2 separate regions of the Danio rerio genome follow, and region 2 is linked to region 1. The links are chromatin contacts, called in public Hi-C maps. All regions are on one chromosome and are shown on one strand. The core of a region is the stretch at or near the end of the contact, and the rest is flanking DNA. Distances in the headings are between cores, read along the strand shown. Region 1 overlaps magi1b (membrane associated guanylate kinase, WW and PDZ domain containing 1b). Region 2 overlaps magi1b (membrane associated guanylate kinase, WW and PDZ domain containing 1b).

The links. Hi-C and Micro-C count contacts between places; a contact is called where the count stands out from the background.
Region 2: a Hi-C map of an unstated tissue shows a contact between it and region 1, with 2.1 times the contacts expected there. The contact joins two enhancer-like sites. A contact is called at or near these places in 1 of 18 Hi-C or Micro-C datasets (an unstated tissue) and 1 of 4 datasets of contacts at active chromatin or transcription factors (gastrula embryo).

Annotation. Positions count from the first base shown.
Region 1 is chr11:21,067,464-21,071,830 of GRCz12tu, forward strand. The region is part of intron 2 of magi1b (membrane associated guanylate kinase, WW and PDZ domain containing 1b); the gene reads left to right. Among named protein-coding and RNA genes, the nearest start is that of magi1b, 100 kb to the left of the region's middle. Within about 2 kb of position 2,343, at least 6 of the 62 cell types and tissues checked have an H3K27ac peak or open chromatin away from gene starts, as enhancers often do.
Region 2 is chr11:21,109,962-21,114,328 of GRCz12tu, forward strand. It overlaps magi1b (membrane associated guanylate kinase, WW and PDZ domain containing 1b), which reads left to right. Exons shown (of 22, transcript NM_001007063.2): 4 at 1,660-1,866. Among named protein-coding and RNA genes, the nearest start is that of rhol, 78 kb to the right of the region's middle. Within about 2 kb of position 1,975, at least 21 of the 62 cell types and tissues checked have an H3K27ac peak or open chromatin away from gene starts, as enhancers often do.

The DNA of each region.
Region 1 (4,367 bases), core at 1,093-3,592:
AGAGCGAAAGTGAAAGTAAATCGATTATCTCTCATTCTTGTGCGGAAGATGCTTTGTTTAACAGTTTTCTGTTAAAACAACTGTTAACTGTTAACTGTTTGCTTGTGAAATGCTCAATTTTTCCACTTAGACTTACTTTACATCTTGTAAATAGCAAATGCGCTTATGGCGCGATGCAGCTGGCTCTTAAGGGGAATGGGAGATGAGACTATGATTGGTTTATTCTCAAAACACACCTATAACTCATTAAGAAAATAAACTCAACCCTTTTAGACCATGCGCCACGGCGTGAATTGGATTTTCCCGTCCTTAAATTAGCAAAAATGCATTCTGACACGCCCTGAAAGTGTTGTGCCCTGTGCGCATGAACCGTCAAAATAAAGCCCCATGTGTCGACACACTAACCACTACACCACTGGTGTCGACAAATACCGTATTTGTGCTGTAATTGATTTTCAGTAAGTTACCGGTGAACTGCTGCTGTTCTACAGGAAATTGCTAACAGTTTATGTTAATACGTTTAAATGTAATTCATGAACCTTTAGTAATGAACCAAATATGGTGATCTGTTGAAACATTACTTATTATTATTAATGTTAAACATTTTTTTACAACTTTTTTTTTCTTACATCTGACATCCTTGGGGCTGCTTATTTGCACATATGCAGTGGTCCTTTGCCATAAAGTGGTTCAGCTTTCGCGGTCTCGCAGTGTCCGATTTTTTTTGGTGTGCAATTTGACATGCTTTTTTTTTTTTTTAACAGTTCATTGTGTTCTGGCTCCTGATTAGCTGATCAATGATCGGCTGTGTCCTGATTGGCTGTAGACCATTGTCAATCAATCTCCTCCATTTCATGTCTCCCGTACAGTACAGAATGCATTCATCTTGCTAAATTGGCATAAATCTTCGATCGCCAGCAGTGTGACTCTGAAGTGCTGTACTGTATGTTTGCCAGTTTTCTCCTCAACAAACCCCATAATGTCGACGAAACATTCTGCACCGTCAAAGGCATAGAGTGTTTAATGTGTACAATTCTTTGTTAATGAATGTTACAGAACACTGTATAACAGTAAACCGATAAACTGTAATAAATATTGTTAGTGGAAACTGTGGAGCATTGTGATGGTGTAAAATTAAAGCATACAACACTGAAGCCTATTGAATAATTTGTTCATTACTACAGTTGTTTTGTACCACAGCTACAATATAATTACTATGACAGCTTCATGTAATTATAGTATACTTCCAAACACTAGTATTTACTATAGTATTTTTCATGTAACGTTAACGTTATAGCTTATACAGTATATGCCACCTCGATGACAGGCAAATATTAGTTCAGTAGGAAACTCAGCCCTCTTAATGATATAAGGATCATGCTCAGCATATGTGCTTATTTCCTATTTATAAATATGATATAAATCGCAAACATACAGACTTTTCACTATGTCTCTCATTCAGTTTTTTACCTCCTGCCCTCTACCTGAATTTTGCACATCACCAGAACATGATTGAAAACAACTTATAATTTCCCAACAACAAAATTGTGGCTAGTGAAAATGGCAAGTGGCTAGTAACGTTGGAAAACTACTAGCCACAGCGGCTGGTGGTCAAAAAAGTTAATGTCAAGCCCTGATTATTGGACTTTTCAAAAGTTTGAAAAAGTGACTTTTATGAACATTTTTAATAGCTTAAAGTGATAGATTGTCTGGGTCTGTGTTGTTTATTATGCTGCAAGAACCTGGTAATAAGTTGCCAGTACATTTTCTGTTATTCTACAAACTTGGTTCTCTATATATTTTTTCTTAAACAATATCTTATCCCAAACTACAGACATGTCAATAAAAAGTCACTTTGTTAAACTGTAAAGTTGAATTCTTCAACATCAAAAGTGGACAGAGCAGAGATCAAGATCTCCTAATTCAATTCACAAGCGTAAATAAAAGGAAAACACAAAGTACGTAAACTGTTAATTAACAGATATTATTACAATGTATCCCATTTGCACTTCTTATTCTTAACTAGCGGCTAGTTTCGATGGGGTGCTAACATGATGAGAGCACATGCGTTTTAATATCCATTTTAATGGAGCAGCCGGCGTCTTTCTGTCAATTACCTGATAATCGTACATGACGTGGAGCTGGTGAACATGACAGCGATGAGTCAGGATTGATCAGAGCTCATGAATGTGAGGGTCAGTTGTGTTCATGCATGGCCAATGTGGAGGGGTGCAGCTGTCTCTTTTGTGCATTGATGGCCCGGGCTGATAGTGGCCTCACCAGGTGGCCAGTGGCTGGGAGTGTGTGCAGAAATGTGTGTTTGCGTTGGGGGTGTAGGAGAGTAACAATAAAGGCATGTGACCCTGAGACTGGACTGTGTGTCACTAATGCAATTGCAGATACAGAGGAAGAGTCAGCTGTCATTATGTGCGTCTACACTGACGAAGGTCTATTGAATCATGACATGAGTCAGTGTTACTGTGAACTGAGTCAAATCCGTGTTATTGGATCAGTAACAATGATTGTATTTTTATTTTTATTCAGAGAGTTATCAAGGAATACTTGATTCCGAATTCTCAGTCATACATTCTGTCATAATGTTTTTTGGTTTGTTCTGTTTTTTCAGGCAACATAATTTAATTGTAATAATTTTTTTTTGGTTTACCAAATAATTTACATTCATATAATAATAATAATTGTATTTATTATAACAATGGTTATTGGGGTTGTTCTTTTATGTATATAATAAACAGTTATGTCTGGCTCATCAATGTATTAGAGCAATTCCAACATAACAACATTCAAAACATAAATTGACAGAGAAAGTATATGATAGCATTATATTGAAACATCGGTTTATACTTTCCTAAACAACTAAACACAGAGTTATGGAAGCAGAAAAATATTAATCTGTAAACATTTTTTCAATATTTTTAATGAGGTAATAAAGTTTGCACTGTACGCTCGCAGTTTTTAAACAATTTTTTGTTGTGTTAATCTTGTCAATATTATAATTCAGAAGGTCATGCTTTGCACTCATTAAATAATTTTCTGAATGTAGAATAAAAACTATACAAAGTAATTTTTTAAATAATGCGAATCATGACATTCTGAATTATATTTTTAAACATGGGTTATGGATGTGATGAACAAAGTTACGGAGTTGACAGTATACAATATATTTTGTAGAAATTCTTAAACTGTACAACCCAAAAGAAATAATGCCAATCAAAAGGATAAGAGTTGACTCACTATAGAACAAAGCTGATTGATTTTATGTTGGGAAAAGCTGTTTTGGATGTGACCGATGTGAAATTGGCACTTGTGTGATTTTGGTAAACCAAATATAATTGTTTGAAAACATTAACAGAGACACTTTTGAGTATTTTTAAAAGCACTGTCAATTATTTGCACAAACAATGCAGTAATGGTTTCACTAATATTTTCAAATTGCTCATCACTTATTTATTATTTTTCATTAATTATATTATTTTTGTTGTTTAGACAATTCTTATATACGTGTATATAAATACATAATTATACAATTATGGGCAGCCATTGTTATTATTACTGTTATGTATTATTATTTGACTATATGTATGCATTTATTTATTTATACATTTTTTTCTTTGTGTTTAACAGCATCTGTAATAGACGTGCATCTAATGCAGTAATGTCTAGCCAACTATTACTATTAACATTATTACTAATTATTTTATATTATGTTTACAGTTGTGTTATATCTTTTCAATTCATGTTTTAATATAATATATTTAAAAGTTTAGTGTTACATGTTAAATGCAGTTGAAGTCAGTTATTAGCCCCCCTTTTAATTTTTTTCTCCAATTTCTGTTTAATGGAGAAAAGATTTCTTCAACACATTTCTAAACGTAATAGTTTTAATAACTCATTTATAATCACTGATTTATTTTATTCTTTGCCATGATGACAGAAAATAATATTTTGCTAGATATTTTTTCAAGATACTTCTATACAGCTTAAAGTGACATTTAAAGGCTTAACTAGGCTAATTACACTGTAAAAAAAATGCAGGATTCCACACAATTTATTCAAGTTGTCCCAGCACAAATTGATTAAGTTAACTTAACACTTTTAACAAGTTTATCTGGATAAATTAAGTTGTAATAAATAATAATAAATAATAAATGATAATTTCATGGGGACAAATTAAGTTGTCCCAATGAAATCTCAAGAATTCTGTTAAACATGATTTGGCAATTATTTAAAAGAGAAAAAAAATTCAAAGGGGGGCTAATAATTCTGATGTCTATTGTATATATCGACAATAATAATAATAGTAAATATAACTATTATTATTGTTTCATCATAAAAAAATATTTTCATCC
Region 2 (4,367 bases), core at 725-3,224, 42 kb after region 1:
TTATTATAACACAAACAACATATACAACTATTTTAATTACTTTCAACAGTGTTTTTTGACTATTTAAAGCTTTTTCTTTAAAATGATAGCAAACTTTTGCTTTTACACCTCTGCTTGTTGATTTAGGAAGCTTTTGAATTTGGGTATAGGCAAAATCCAGGCGGAAACACCAAAATAACACTTGACTTTAACAGGTTAAATTTCAAAAATCTAATTTTAGTCCTTAAAAAGTCATACTGAAATATTGTGTTGTAGATCTTAAATCATTTTTACAGGTCTTAATTTACCTATGTTTATGTAAAGCTATACCAAACACCCATCAAGTCACTAATAATATATTTCAATAAAAGTTTTAAGAAGCGTTTATTTATTAACTCTATTTAATCATTAATATGGTTTAATTATCTTCTCTAAAATAACATTTGCTTTTAAAATAGATTTTAACTTTAACTTTTGGGCTTTAAAATAGTTTTTTTCAGCATTTACCCTTGTGTAAGTCTGAAATTTTATTCATTATAGTCTTAAATTTGACTTGAAACCTGTAGAAACCCTGTATATTATTATTTATTTATTTATTTTTATTTTTATCAGGATCCCCATTAGCCACTAACAAGGTAGCTATTCTTCCTGGGGTCCATCGAGCACAGAACAAAATGACATTAATTCATAACAACAAAGTGCAATAAAAACAAACAAAAAAACAAATTCATACATAACATCCAGATCAACAATCCACTTAATATTGTGCTATTAAATATTTTTTCAACAATTTTTTAAAGCCTCATTTTACTTGTTACAAAGCATGTAATGTCTGAAGGCATTCATTCCATGTTTTCATTCCTCTATAAACGGTGGAAGTCCGAATCATTAGTCCCCCTTTGATTCCTAAATGATGCTTAACAGGGCAAAGAAACTTTCACAGGATGAGTGATAATATTTTTTCTTCTGGAGAAAGTCTTTTTTTTATTTAGGCTAGAATAAAAGCAGTTATAAGTTTTTTAAAAACCATTTTAAGGACAATATTACTAACCCCTTTAGATTTTTCCGATAGTCTACAGAACAAACCATCGTTATAAAATAACCTAATTTGCCTAATTAACCTAGTTAAGGCTTTACATGTCTCTTTAAGCTGTATAGAAGTGTCTTTAAAAGTATGTAGTAAAATATAATTTACTGTCATCATGGCAAAGATAAAATAAATCAGTGATTAGAAATGAGTTGAAATGTGAGGATGATAAATCTGGTCTAAACTCTCAAAATCGAGTGTTTTGAAATGTGTTGAAACAATCTTCTTATCAATAAACAGAAATTGAATAAAAAAATAAACAGGGGGGCTAATAATTCTGACTTCAACTGTATTACAGTACAACATTTTTATTCTACAAATTCCACTTTTTCTGGCTGTTTGCAGTGTTTTTTGAATTATGAGGCACTAAAAGAAATTTGACTCAAACATGTTAAAAAATAAATGAAAATTGACAAATGAAATCTTATATTTAATAAAACACTTCCTCATTTGCAAACTTAAACATAGGATTTAAAAAAAATCAAATAATGTAATCAATCAACTGGGGAAATATAGTGACAACTATTATTTTGGAATCATCCTATCCACCCTATGTCTTTCCTTGAATTCTGCCAATATCCTCTTGTTTCTAGGTAACTATTATGGCACACCCAAGCCGCCTATTAAGCCCCCTAGTGGCAAAGTGATCACTGGCGATGCTCTTCAAGACAGCCTTCCCGGATCCCAGCCGTCCACCCCGCGTCGCACCAAGTCCTACAATGAGATGCAAAATGCTGGAATAGTGCCTACAGAGACTGAGGATGATGACGAGGTTCCTGAAATGAACAGCAGCTTCACAGGTCAGCACTGAGACGCTTTGTTTGCATTTGTGTCTGGCACATGGAGGAAGAGATGAGTGAGTGATGCCTCTTTGTTGCTTTTCCTCTTCCTTCGCCATTGCCCGTTCAGGAAGGAAAGGGGGAAAGAGCGCCATCTGGCTGTGGCGGAGGGGTTTGTTTGTGTTAGAAAGCAGCAAGATGGACTCTAGCTGTCCTTATGTATTGATCGGACAGTTATGCGATGCCAACTTTCACAACAGTGTTGAATGAGGTGCATTTTTTGTGTCGAACTGAGGTGTTTACAGGCTTGCGGTCTGATTACTAATAGGCAACAGTAAGTACAGATTGTGGAAATGGTTAAACATTAAAGTAGGTGCATTTCGTTGTTTTGAAATGCAAATTAATGGCCCTGTTTGCAACTGGTAAGATGTGTTTTTGTTCATGAGATTTAATGCTGGTTTTACTGATTTTTCTGACCGCTTTTGATTACTTTGGCATTGTCACCTGGTATTAGATGGATAGGGAGTTAATAATATGCCAAAACAATATGAATTTGAATTGTGTTAATTTGAATTATTGACAATTGACAAATCTGAATTTTCATATGACATTAAAAATCCTTTTGAATTTGAATTTCTTAATTTGAATTTGGGCGAGGCAGTGGCGCAGTAGGTAGTGCTGTCGCCTCACAGCAAGAAGGTCACTGGTTCGAATCTCGGCTCAGTTGGCGTTTCTGTGTGGAGTTTGGATGTTTTCCCTGCCTTCGCATGGGTTTCCTCCGGGTGCTCCATTTTCCCCCACAGTCCAAAGACATGCGATACAAGTGGATTGGGTAGGCTAAATTGTCCGTAGTGTATGAGTGTGTGTGTGAATGTGTATGTGGATGTTTCCCAGAGATGGGTTGCGGCTGGAAGGGCATCCGCTGCGTAAAAACTTGCTGGATGGGTTGGCGGTTCATTCCGCTGTGGCGTCCCCGGATTAATGGAGAGACTAAGCCGACTAGAAAATCTATGAATGAATTTGAATTTGTATTTCAAAACTTAAATATTGAACATCTGAAATTAAAAACAACTGAGTTTTTCAAGGCTGATTTTCTTTTATAGACGTATTTTCAAACTCATCGACTGCAGATGTCCCGTTTGTAAAAGTAAAGTTTCAAGTTTTCAAGATGAAGAAATTCAGACTGATTCAATAACCTAAAATTCAAAACCAGAAATTCAGATTGTGCAATTCAGATTCAGCAGACAGTAGGTCAGGGGTGATCAACGGTGAAGTGTAGATGATTACCGAAAAGTCAGATAAAAATTCTGATTTATTAAATTACAATTGTCAATAATTGAAATTAACACAATTTAAATTCAGATTGTTTTGGCATATTATTAGTTCCATAGAAGGATAGTTCATTAAAAAATAATTTATATTTCATTTACTCGCCCTTGACTTCTTCCAAACCATTTTTGTTTTGTTATGTAGAACATGAAAGAAATATTTTAAAGAATGTTTAGAAACCAGTAACTATTAACATCCATAGTTGGAAAAACAAAGACTATGGAAGTCAATGGTTGCCGGTTTCCAACATTCTTCAAAATATCTTCTTTTGTTTTGAACAGAAAAAACCTCAGATGGTTTGGAAGAAGTCAGAGGCTTGTAAATGTTGACAGAATTTACATTTGTGTGTAAACTGACCTTTTAAGATACGTTTTTTAAGTGAACGGCAATACTTAATACAGGGTTAAATTTAGTTTATTATTTTTGAGTTTGTACATTTTTCAACACTTTGGCCTTGTTTACAACTGGTTTTAAGATATGTCTTGGTCGACTAGATTACAAGTAGATGAGAGAGACATTCCCATAATGTTTAAATGTTAGGTGAATAGATGTTTTAAGCCCTCTTTTAACCGCTTTATTAAGGAGAGTGTATGTATAAGCTTTTTCAGAGCCTTCCATCTAATATTGGCAAATAAGCTTGCACCATTTTTGTACTGTACTAAAAAACGTTGGGAGCCCCATTTTTGTTTAAACACTTTTACAGTTAAAACTACTAGTAAATCTTAAAGCAGTGATATTAATGAAATATATTATGGAATGTAAACTGCCAAATAGTGCAGCATTTATACAATTTTTAAATATAAAGTTGAAGTCAGAATTTTTAGCCCCCCTGAATTATTCGCCCCCTGTCCCCAATTTGTGTTTAACGGAGAGAAAAAATTTTTCAACACATTTCTAAACATAATAGTTTTAATAACTCACTTTTAATAACTGATTTATTTTATCTTTGCCATGATGGCAGTGAATAATATTTCACTAGATATTTTTCAAGACACTTCTATACAGCTTAAAGTGACATTTAAAGGCTTAACTAGGTTAATCAAGTTAACTAGGCAGGTTCGGCTAATTAGGCAAGTTATTGTATAACGATGGTTTGTTCTGCAGACTATCGAAAAATTTTTTTGCTTAAAGGGGCTAATAATTTTGTCCTAAAAATGGTGTTTAAAAAATTAATAATTGCTTTTTTCTTGCCG